Linked DNA regions of Zea mays: all the other regions are linked to region 2. The links are chromatin contacts, called in public Hi-C maps. All regions are on one chromosome and are shown on one strand. The core of a region is the stretch at or near the end of the contact, and the rest is flanking DNA. Distances in the headings are between cores, read along the strand shown.

Evidence for each region. A called contact is a pair of places that touch in the nucleus more often than the background predicts.
Region 1: a contact with region 2 is called in a Hi-C map of endosperm, with 4 times the contacts expected there. The contact joins the promoter of LOC100192805 here to the promoter of LOC103651182 in region 2. A contact is called at or near these places in 6 of 25 Hi-C or Micro-C datasets (bundle sheath, ear, endosperm and 3 more) and 1 of 3 datasets of contacts at active chromatin or transcription factors (leaf).
Region 3: a Hi-C map of endosperm shows a contact between it and region 2, with 3 times the contacts expected there. The contact joins the promoter of LOC100273311 here to the promoter of LOC103651182 in region 2. A contact is called at or near these places in 3 of 25 Hi-C or Micro-C datasets (endosperm and leaf).

Annotation. Positions count from the first base shown.
Region 1 is chr3:200,020,953-200,024,052 of Zm-B73-REFERENCE-NAM-5.0, reverse strand. It overlaps LOC100192805, which reads right to left and starts at 1,631. Exons shown (of 8, transcript NM_001137998.1): 1 at 1,530-1,631; 2 at 1,359-1,441; 3 at 1,222-1,260; 4 at 1,099-1,151; 5 at 928-991; 6 at 793-835; 7 at 653-700. The coding sequence starts at 1,610. It also overlaps the pseudogene LOC100382714.
Region 2 is chr3:200,190,415-200,193,924 of Zm-B73-REFERENCE-NAM-5.0, reverse strand. LOC103651182 (protein NRT1/ PTR FAMILY 1.1) reads right to left here and starts at 1,494. Exons shown (of 6, transcript XM_035966409.1): 1 at 1,393-1,494; 2 at 1,168-1,247; 3 at 644-858; 4 at 190-407; 5 at 1-59. The coding sequence starts at 1,235.
Region 3 is chr3:200,401,375-200,404,819 of Zm-B73-REFERENCE-NAM-5.0, reverse strand. It overlaps LOC100273311, which reads right to left and starts at 2,119. Exons shown (of 12, transcript NM_001147752.1): 1 at 1,833-2,119; 2 at 1,623-1,694; 3 at 1,451-1,512; 4 at 609-692; 5 at 317-416; 6 at 115-235. The coding sequence starts at 2,048.

The DNA.
Region 1 (3,100 bases), core at 382-2,881, 170 kb after region 2:
CTGAAGTTTTAAACTAAGATATAGCAGATCAAAGGTCAGATCAAACATAACTGTTAATTCTCCGGTCTCCACCAACAAGTCAGTATCAATATTCCATATAGCCTAGGTCGATATAGCATTGTTGCATTGGCTTTTCAGTTTTCATTGTATCGTAAGGTTTCACTGGATGGAACTGGAACCTTGCCAAAACAGGACCCTAGCTCAAATTCCACAGTGTAGCTCTGGAGCAAAGGTTATATATATTTTGTACAACCAAGGGTGATACAAATGTTTGGAATTTTCTCAAGATATAAATACCAGCAGATTTTGCAAAAAAAAAACAAGAATGAAAAATATAGATGCAAAATTCGGAAACACAACTGTAAGTATCAGATATCCATGAAATAAGTAAAGGACCCAGAGTTTATCAAACAGTAATAAAAAACACAATTTCCTTTTCAGATCCATCTCCATAGTCTTAAGAGGGAACTATAGGTAAAGGACCCAAAGTTTATCAAACAGTAACAATGAAAAAAACAATTTCCTTTTCAGATTCGTGGCTCCAAAGTCTTATGTTAATTCAGTTTCTGCATCACGAAGACTACTAATTATAGAGGCAAGTGCATACGAACAAAAGTTTGTTCAGTGTGAAAAGTTGAAAAACAGTACTCACAATACGAAGAAGTGTACGTCGTTCCCTCTCCCTAGCACCTCTGACAGCCTGAAAGCTTCAGTGATCAGCGCAAAACAATACTGTTCTACTAGGTTCATATAGCAATCTAGTTCCAACTTCCAAATATAACAGAATCAAACCTCTTCTAGTGACTTGCGTTCACTTTCCTCCTCATTCGCATCCCTAAATAGAATTAAAAATTAATAAAACTAAAGATATTATGCATTTCGATACAGCTACAAGTTTAGAACTGGAATGCACAGCAGGAATCACACCTTCCGACAAGCTCATTAACACATGTGCAGCACTTAGCACATATGCCGAGGTCCTTGGAGCAATCTGCATTAAGCAGCAGCAAACCCGGATCAGTAACAATCCAACCTATCAATGTTTAACAAGTAACAACCAGGCCTAGTGACACAAGAGATTGAGTGGCCAAAATTCACCTCTGCATACGTTATGGTATGCTTGCCGGACGTTTCGCTTATTACACTTCTGGCTGCCAAACCAAAAAACGCGTCACCTCTCTCGCTGCTCAGTATACGTGCTAAACAGGGAAAGAGATTTACCATTTTGCTGGCTCAACAATGGGCTTGTATTTTCCGTATCTACAAAAACAAACAAACGAATTGGGCCTAGGAGACAATCGAAGCTACACACTAGCTAAATGAGCTTAGACAACCGATGAGGGATGACAATTCCCCACCTGCGTTTCCAGTCGATTTGATCCCGGCAGCGCTGACAGACGCCGGTGATTTCTGACAGAGGTCGGAACCTGCCCCCGGGCTCCTGCGGCGTCGAAGGTTTGCAACGGTGAGATTTGAATGAACATCCAGAACTATGGGGAAGGGGCGAAGGCGATGGGAGGAGAGCTTACGGTTTCGTTGATCTTCTGACCAAGGTTCGGCTTCCACGCGTAGCGGTTCTGGTGTTTCGGCGGTCCCTGCCGCTTCGACATCGCCGAACTCCGATATTCTCACCCTCCGCTTCGCGCCGCCGGGCGTTTCTCTTCTCCCAGTGACGCTCCGAGGGCTTTTGCCCTTAAAACCTTTCACGCTACGACTGGAAAACGTGGCTGCATCGTACTCGTCCGATCCCAGATTGGCATATTATATACTTTATCAGGAATTACGTGAAATGGGCCGTAGACGACAAGTTCAATGCTCCGAGAAATTCTCTCTGCAACCTAAATTCGGGCCCACTAGCGTTGATCTTCTCCGAGGCCCGAGCAGCCCCCAACTGTAGCACGGCGGCACTGCCACACCAACACAGACGCAGCTCAACAACGGCAAGGATCCAGAAAGCGATTTACAATCTTCGGATCTGCGGTAGGCTTCGTTAATTTGTCATTGGCCCATAAATTATAAATTGTAGACACGGACCTATAAAACATAGACATATGATATAACTAGGTGGGTGCCCGTGCGTTGCGACGGAACCATATAATAACTTATGTACATATAGGTGAGTGCTCATGCGTTGCAACGGGGACATATAATATCACGGTAACTTATGTATTATATGTCTATGTTGCAACGCACGGGCACTCACCTAGTATCTAGATATGAATTATACCGCATTGCCTTTTAACGTAGGGTGTTAGTCCTGTGCATTGTATATAATCAGCCCATGGGGCTCAATGCAATACAATATAATTCTATGACAATACCTCCTCTAACAGTTCTGGTTCTTATTGTCACATCTGGTAATCTGTTTATGTGAAATATTTTCATATCAGGTTGCAAAGAAACATCTTGCTGGAAGGATTGATCGTGTAGATTGTAGTTTAGATGAATGCCAAGAAATTACAGAAGCCACAAGGGAAGAGGTTTGAAGCTTACCCATATGCTTTGCTTTTATCAAGATCTGGTGTAATTTAGTGGAGACTGAAAAGGCTATTTCATAGGTTACAATCATCCATGGAGATCTAAGTGCTTTCCTGTCAGCAGCCCGCCATCTGAACCATGAGCCACTGTCACTGTCTCAACAAGGAAGCTGGACCAAGACGAGCAAGTAGCTGATGAAGATACTTTCAAAGTCCGGCGATAGTTTCTGTTGTGCAAAATACCAGTGTGCAAGAGGCCGAGCAAATGTAACGCATCCAAAGGCCCACAGTCCGCTTCGTCTTGGCCCAGAATAGCGTGTAAAGGTTGCGTGTGTCTGTGTTGGGCTGTGGCGCTGAATAAGTACGCGCGCCGTCAAGATCCTGGTACATCGAACAACTGAACAAACAATTATTCTCTAGAAATCACATCTGTTCTTCTCCTACCTCTGCTCTCTCTGATTTCCTTCTTACTCCATTCCCAAGTAGACCGTAGTTGTAACAATTGGTATCAGATTCGTTCGATCCTCGGTTTCAATTTGTCAACGCCATGTCTCTCGATTTCAAGCTCATCCTCGATGAGTTCAACCGGCGGTTCGACGAGCTAGAGATTCGCTGGGACCGGC
Region 2 (3,510 bases), core at 245-2,744:
CTGCACGGAGGCGGCCGCGCTCCAGGGACCGTGGCGCTCAGCCATAGGAAGACCATCCCCTGTATGTGAATGACGAATAAGCGATCGTGTTCCATGGCGTGTCGCGTTAATTTAATTACCCTTGTGGTAGGTAGTAGGTATAAGCTGATTGAAAAGAGAGACAGACGGCGGCGCCGCCGGCGCACTTACAATCAGGCACGCCACGGAGCCTAGCGCGACGGCCATGAACCGGCCGAGGTACATGTCGGCGAGGACGGCGCCGGGGATGGGCGTGAAGTTGGAGATCGCGCTCCACACGAACAGCATCGTCTGGGAGCTGACGGTGCTGAGGTGGTACTTGTCGGTCAGGTACGTGATCATGTTGGTGTTGAGCCCGAATCCAGCAACTTTCTCCAGCATCTCATTTGCTAGGCATCCAAAAAACACCGAACGAATGAGTTATTGCCCATTAAAAGTCGAAGGGAAGCGAGGTGGTTGAGAATTCTTTGGGCATTAAGTCCAGTGAGAATTCATAAGATGAACTACTTGAAGATCCCATGCTATACGTACTGGCAAGTACAGACTTGCTTGTAGAGAACGCAATGAACGAAGAACGTTTTACTTGCCATATGACCAGTAAGATGAGATCGAGGGCGGAACTCACAGAAGATGAAGGGGAGGGCTCTGAACCCGCCCTTGTTGCCCTTGAAGCACTCCTCTTGTGGCGATTCAGTCGTCCCGGTAGCAAGAGAGCGCTCCATGTCGGCGGTGCAGCCCGAACCAAACGCAAATGCTGGCCGGCGGGAGGATCGATCGGAGCACCACCACTGCACCTGTACTGAGCACAGCCAGGCCGCGCCCCGCCGGAACCACGCTCCTCTAAATAAATAGATTCACCACCGGTAGACGGTAGGTAGGTCACAACACAAGGCCGACAGCTAGTAGCTCCCGTCTAGGTAAAGACGTACGTGAGGTAATAAGCATCCAGCGCCCAGCGACAAATACATTTTAGGGGGTGTTTGGGAACAAAGTTTTTCTGCAGTTTTGGAAGAATACTGCAGTATTCTCAAATACTGCAGTATTATATACATAATGGTGTTTGACAAGCTGGGTAAAATCTCTGTTTTCAAAACTGAAGTATTGCAAATACTATAGTTGTTTTAAGACATTTCAAACTTAGCTCTGGACCTTAGTAGTAGCGCGCTATCGCGTCCAGGCTTTTCTGTTTCGTCCGGCCCACATGACATCGCCATCATCGCTTCCGTTCGCTTTCGAGTACGGAGAAGATCAACAAAAAAAGGAGGCTGTTAGTCGCAAGCACCCCACATTTGGCATGGTTCGTCATCACTAGTGACCGTCCTTATTAGCTAGCTTGTGCCCACATGTGCATCATGCTACAGCGCAGTACCGCACCTATGTATGGATGGGGGGCGATCGGTGCAGAGAGGGAGAGAGACGAACGAGCCGTCCATGTACTTGCATCAACATCATAGTTGGGTAACAATGCAGCGACTTGAAGCATGGAACAATGGGATTCATAGTCTTTATTTATAAGTAGAATAAATTCAGTTAGCTGCTTGTGTACACTTTTTTGACCCACTTCATCAACACTTTGGCACGCACGACCAAGAAGAGACCTGAACCAACACACTTCATCAAACCAATAAGAAGACAGTTCCCCCACACTTTATACACCATTTTTATTAAAAAGGAAGAAGAAGAAAAAACCAGCCGGCCACCATATGTGGTAAGGCTCTGACTCCACACCTTGCCTTTTCACTCCGACCACGCCTCCGATTCCATCTTGGGAGCCTGCAGAGAAAAAGCCTCGGCAGCAGGTGTCCGGCCCGGGTTTAACTCTCACACGCCGGGGCATACAACACACGCATGCATGCGTTTGCACAGTGACGTGTACCGCACTCGGTTCCGTGCCCTGTTTCTCCTCGTCGATCTTTTGGATCGGCTACGGTTGCGCGCGTTTGCGTCGCAGTGACCGAGCGACGTCAGCAGAAACGGACGGCCGTTTCGTGGGGGCAATTCCCCCACCCACCCCCAGGAAATCGCGCAAAAGGATCACGGGGCTGCTGCCGTCTCACACAATGCAGTGCCTGTGAACTGCTAACAGCAGCAGAGAAGGAAGCAGAATAGAAGTGCTTTGTTTGTTCATCCCACTCACAGCTGCTCCTGTCTGTTTCTTGCAAGTTTTCTATGGCGTTAGCTCAGAAGAGCTCATAGCATGTGACAGACGGCTACGAGTTGCCGTTTTTTTTTTGCAATTTAGCCATTTTTATTTTTATTTTCAGAAATACGCTATTTCCGGTTTCATTTAAAAAATGGATTCTTAGCTCGGCACTGTCACTATTGGCGCCGAGTTACAACGTATCGACGCTAATTATTTTGACGTGCACATGTAATAATCGACACCAACGTGTACCTAACGTGTCAGCACCTCGGCACCATCACCCTTGACGTCGAGTTAGGCGTCATAGATCTCGGCGCCATAGATCTTGGCACCGACGTACGTGTCTATAAATATTTCACTTTGATCGTCAGTTCTTTCTACTCATTTCTCTTCTTCCAAACGACAAACATCAAGCTAAATCAGCAACTTGGATCCATTGTTCCTCTATATCAAGTTAATCTCCCTCCCTTTTTTCCATCTTTTGTTATGTCCGATTAATAGGGTTAGAGTTACGGTTTGGAAATCATTTTTAGAAGCATTTTTGTTCGTCATATTATCGATTTGTAGGATGTCTAGGCGTGGTAAATATGCTAAACAAAGGTAAGTGTTCTATTAAATATAATAACTAATATTTGTGAGTCTTATAAAATTTATTGAAATTTAGGAAGGGATCTTTGATCTGCACGCAACACATCGACGCCAAAATCCAAGGCACCAAGGTAGGGGCCATAAATCTTGGTGCCTGCTTCGGCGCCAAGGGTCACGGCGTCGAGGTGCTGCCACGTCAGGTCCACGCTGGCGTAGATTCTAATATGTGCACGCTAAAATAATTGGCACCGACACGTTGTAGTTCGGCGCCAATTGTGACGGCGCCGAGCTACGGGTCCAATTTTTAAAATGAAACTAGAAATGACGTATCTGTGAAAATAAAATCTAAAAATGGCTAAAATACAAAAAAAAAAAGACAACGACGAGTTGCGTGCTCCCCCTCTACCCCCGAAACAAGTGTCGTTATCGCTTTAACTATTTTAGCTCTAACCAAATACTACTATATAACTAATGTCAGTGGTATATAATTAATATTGTTAGACAAAATTGTTGAATCTATTTTGATAAAAGAAACCATTTGAACATATAAATAACGTCGATATTTCATACAAATTTAATTACATTTAAGAAAGTATGATCAATAATATACGAGCATCGTAGCGACCAGTGAGTGAGTGGAAAGGATAACAATATCAGAAACATTTTACTTCATCTTTACGGGTTGAAAGCTAAAGATTCACCAAGAACAGTTCATTTTATAACACGATGCAACATCTAGTAGTAGACTTTTAGAACTGCAT
Region 3 (3,445 bases), core at 870-3,369, 210 kb before region 2:
AGCCATAAAAAAATTAACGAATATAAAAAAATATAACACAGTTGTCAATTTGACTAGCATACTCACATTATTATAGCATATCTAATAGATCTAGCATGAAAATGAAATCCATACCTTCGAAGTGAAGGCTGCATGTTGCAGGATCATAATAGCGGTAGCTCCTAACGTTCAAGCCAGATAGGGTGAAGACTTTTGGGTGATTTCCCCAGGTTGGTTGTGGGATGTAGATAGTGCGCTGGAATATATTTGTATGATTTAGCAGTCATGCATTATAATCAGGAAGCAGCAAAACAGATAGGAGCAAGAAAAGTTTAACCTCGTGATAGTGCCTTGCAAGAAATTCACCTCCGACTCTTAAAGAACCAGTACCCGATAGGCACTGCACGGTAGCAACCCTATTCTCCTGAATAGCAGGGCTATTCGATTCAAAAAAAAAATCAGCTCCCTAATGAAGTAATAAAACCTGAATAAACCAGAACCAGTAGCTAGGGAACTTATTTTTATGTAATGAAACTTCAACACTAAGAATTCACAGTTGACAACATCACCATTAGGAACAGTTGACCCACAAATGAGGAAAATGGGTAAACCAGTCAAACAGAGAATACCTGTCAGCGCCAAAGATAAGCTTAGCGCTCAGCTTATTGAATTCAGCCAGACCGGTGATTGGTAGGTACTCCTTGACACGTGACCTAGAAATAAGAAGAAAAATGTGTCTAAAATACAGCTTCAAGTATCATAAACTTCCACACCAACAGTTTTTTCGCATCAGTGGCTTGTACACACACGAGACATACTTCATACGTCCCTTTTTATCTTCTCTCGCTTTCCCAGAAGTCAGTCGTAATCAATGTATAATATGACCAATTATATACATACATATATATATATATATATATAATAATTATGATATATAATTAGTATCAACCTTCGAATCTAGTTTTATAATAAACTCATTTGAAAATATTTTCTATCAATTCAAACTTAAGAAAATTTGGACAGAGGGAGTATGGCAGTGCTTGCAAACGACAAACCATTCCCCCCACAGACAAAACGAAGGTCAATTTTTCAGGTACCACAAAAAAGAAAGGAGGGAAAGCAATTGAAGGTCGACTACAGAAGAGAATCTTAGACGGCAGTGGGACAGAGCAGATACAGTCGCAAAAAAAAGACTAGTCCTAAACGTAGAAGAAAATTTATTTAAAAACTAGTATTGAACAGAAAGGTCACCTACAATTACAGAGGACAAGTCAATAATTATTATGGATGCGAATGAAAGTATTAGTCAAATTAAGAGGCGTGTTATCCAGATTTTAGATCCAGCAACTATCTAAATCCCCTTCCGTTTCCACTTGGGCTGAGGGCAGGAGCTTTAAGCCTGAAAGTTCAATAACCACAGAGGCACGATCACGAAATCAAGCGGGTCATATGGATTTCACATGACACTTACGGATTATTGATCAACATTTGCTCGGCGCGCCTGACCACGTTCAGCACTAGGGGCTTCCCTTCCTGCAGAGATCAGAATAGGAACAGGAGCGTCAAATCCATCTCCAATCCAACTAATAAAAAAACAGAAGGGGAATTAGAAGGTTCATAGCAAATCCCCAAACTCATCTTACCTCGGTCCGGTAGGCGCCGACCCCGAGGTTGACCTTCACGGGGCTGGGATCCTTGTTGTAGGCAACGGTCACCTGCCCAGAAACCAAACGAACACTGATCAGCCAGAGCAAACCCACGAGGCCGCGATCGCATCGAAACCGCGCGACCGATAGCGACAACCAGATCACCGTGGGAAAGGAAGCTAAAAAGGACTGGGGAGACGGACTTACTCCGAGGATGGGGTCCTCCGGGGCCTGCTCGAGTGCGGCGAAGACGGAGGATCCCTGCGACGCCATGGTGGGGAACGATTCGAGGGTGGAGGTGGCGGAGGTGTCTGCTGCTGCTCTTCGTGGGGAGGAAGGCAGCAGGTGCCCCACTAGCGTACTTAACCTGCGGTCGGCGCTGGGGGCCTGCGCCTGCGCCGCGCGCACGTTAGCAGGGGCCATCCGGTGCGCAGCGCGTGAGCGTGCCTGGTGCGGGCGGGGGAAACGAGAGCGGGGGCCGGGGGACGTGAACGGCGTGCGCAAGCCGGGTGCGGCCGCCGGGTCGCGTATAAAACAGCGGGCGCGGTCGCCGGACCGGGGAAGCGACGTGGACGGCTGTTTTTGGGGTCGTGGCCTCGTGGCGTGGGCTCGTGGCTGCGACGTGGCGGCGTGTGCGTGCCTACTGCCTACGAGCGCGTGTGTCCCTTGTTCGGTGCCGTCTGCCGGTGGCCGTGGAGATGTGGACTGGCGTGGCAGAAGGACACTTCTGTACGTATTCTCGTGTGCGCTAAGCGCTTGGTCAATCTCATATCAATATTTTTTTATATAAATATATTCTGAGTTTAAATTTGCTTATCATAAGCAGTACTGTCTTAATTCTCAAATTTTATGGCATTTTAGCTTTTTCTCTTAAAAACAAACTATGTCTATAAATAGTTAAATTAAAAATTATTTGTTTATCACAAAACTAGATTTCTATTTTCAGGAAGAAAAAACACTATCACCATTTTTATAAGCTACGGATGCATTTATCTGATCCGCACCACCGCACCAGCCGGGCAAAGCGTGACGTGTTGGCAAAGGTGACCTCCATGATATGCAGTTTGTTGTTGTGGTGTGTGCCGCGTGCCGGCACAAATTTTTTGGTGAACACTGATCCAATCCAACCGTGCGCAAGTGGTACACATGATTGGGAGATCGACAACGACGACGTGCCTACGACGATGCGGCGGCCGTATCTGTACAGGAAACGGGTACGGTGGCTGTACATCGTCAGTTAGAGTCGTCACACGATCGATTCAACGTGTTCCAGGTATATGTTTAACTGCACAGAATTTGCAACTATATTTGTTCCAGGTATATGTACCACAGTTCGCATCCTCCGGCAGATCAAATGATCAACAATCCTCACATCTCATCAGCGCTTTCTTGATGCTGCCCGCTTGCCCAGCGTGCAGGTCACCAGGCCCGTTACGACCTCCACCGCATTCGTCGGGAGCGCATCACCGGCCCGTCGCCGACGAGCTAGCCAGCACCTAGAACGCCAGGGTGGCCAGCGACCCGGCGAACTGCACCGCCGTCCTGTCCTCCTTATCCTTCCTCGACGCGATCACCGCCGCGCCGGCTCGGCCTCCAGCCCGTCCGGCAGCACGGCCACGGCGCTGGAGTCGTGCCCATCGATCACAAGCCGCAGGACCGCGGCGTCGATAGGCGCGTACGCCACGGTCGACTCGCAGAGTCGCAGGGGCTGGTGCTGCTGTTCTGAAGGATCAGGTTGGTGCCAACGCGGGAGATACGGTGGACGAGAGGCGCCTGTGTCGCTAGTGGCCTAATTAAAACTAGGTGTATACCCGTGCGTT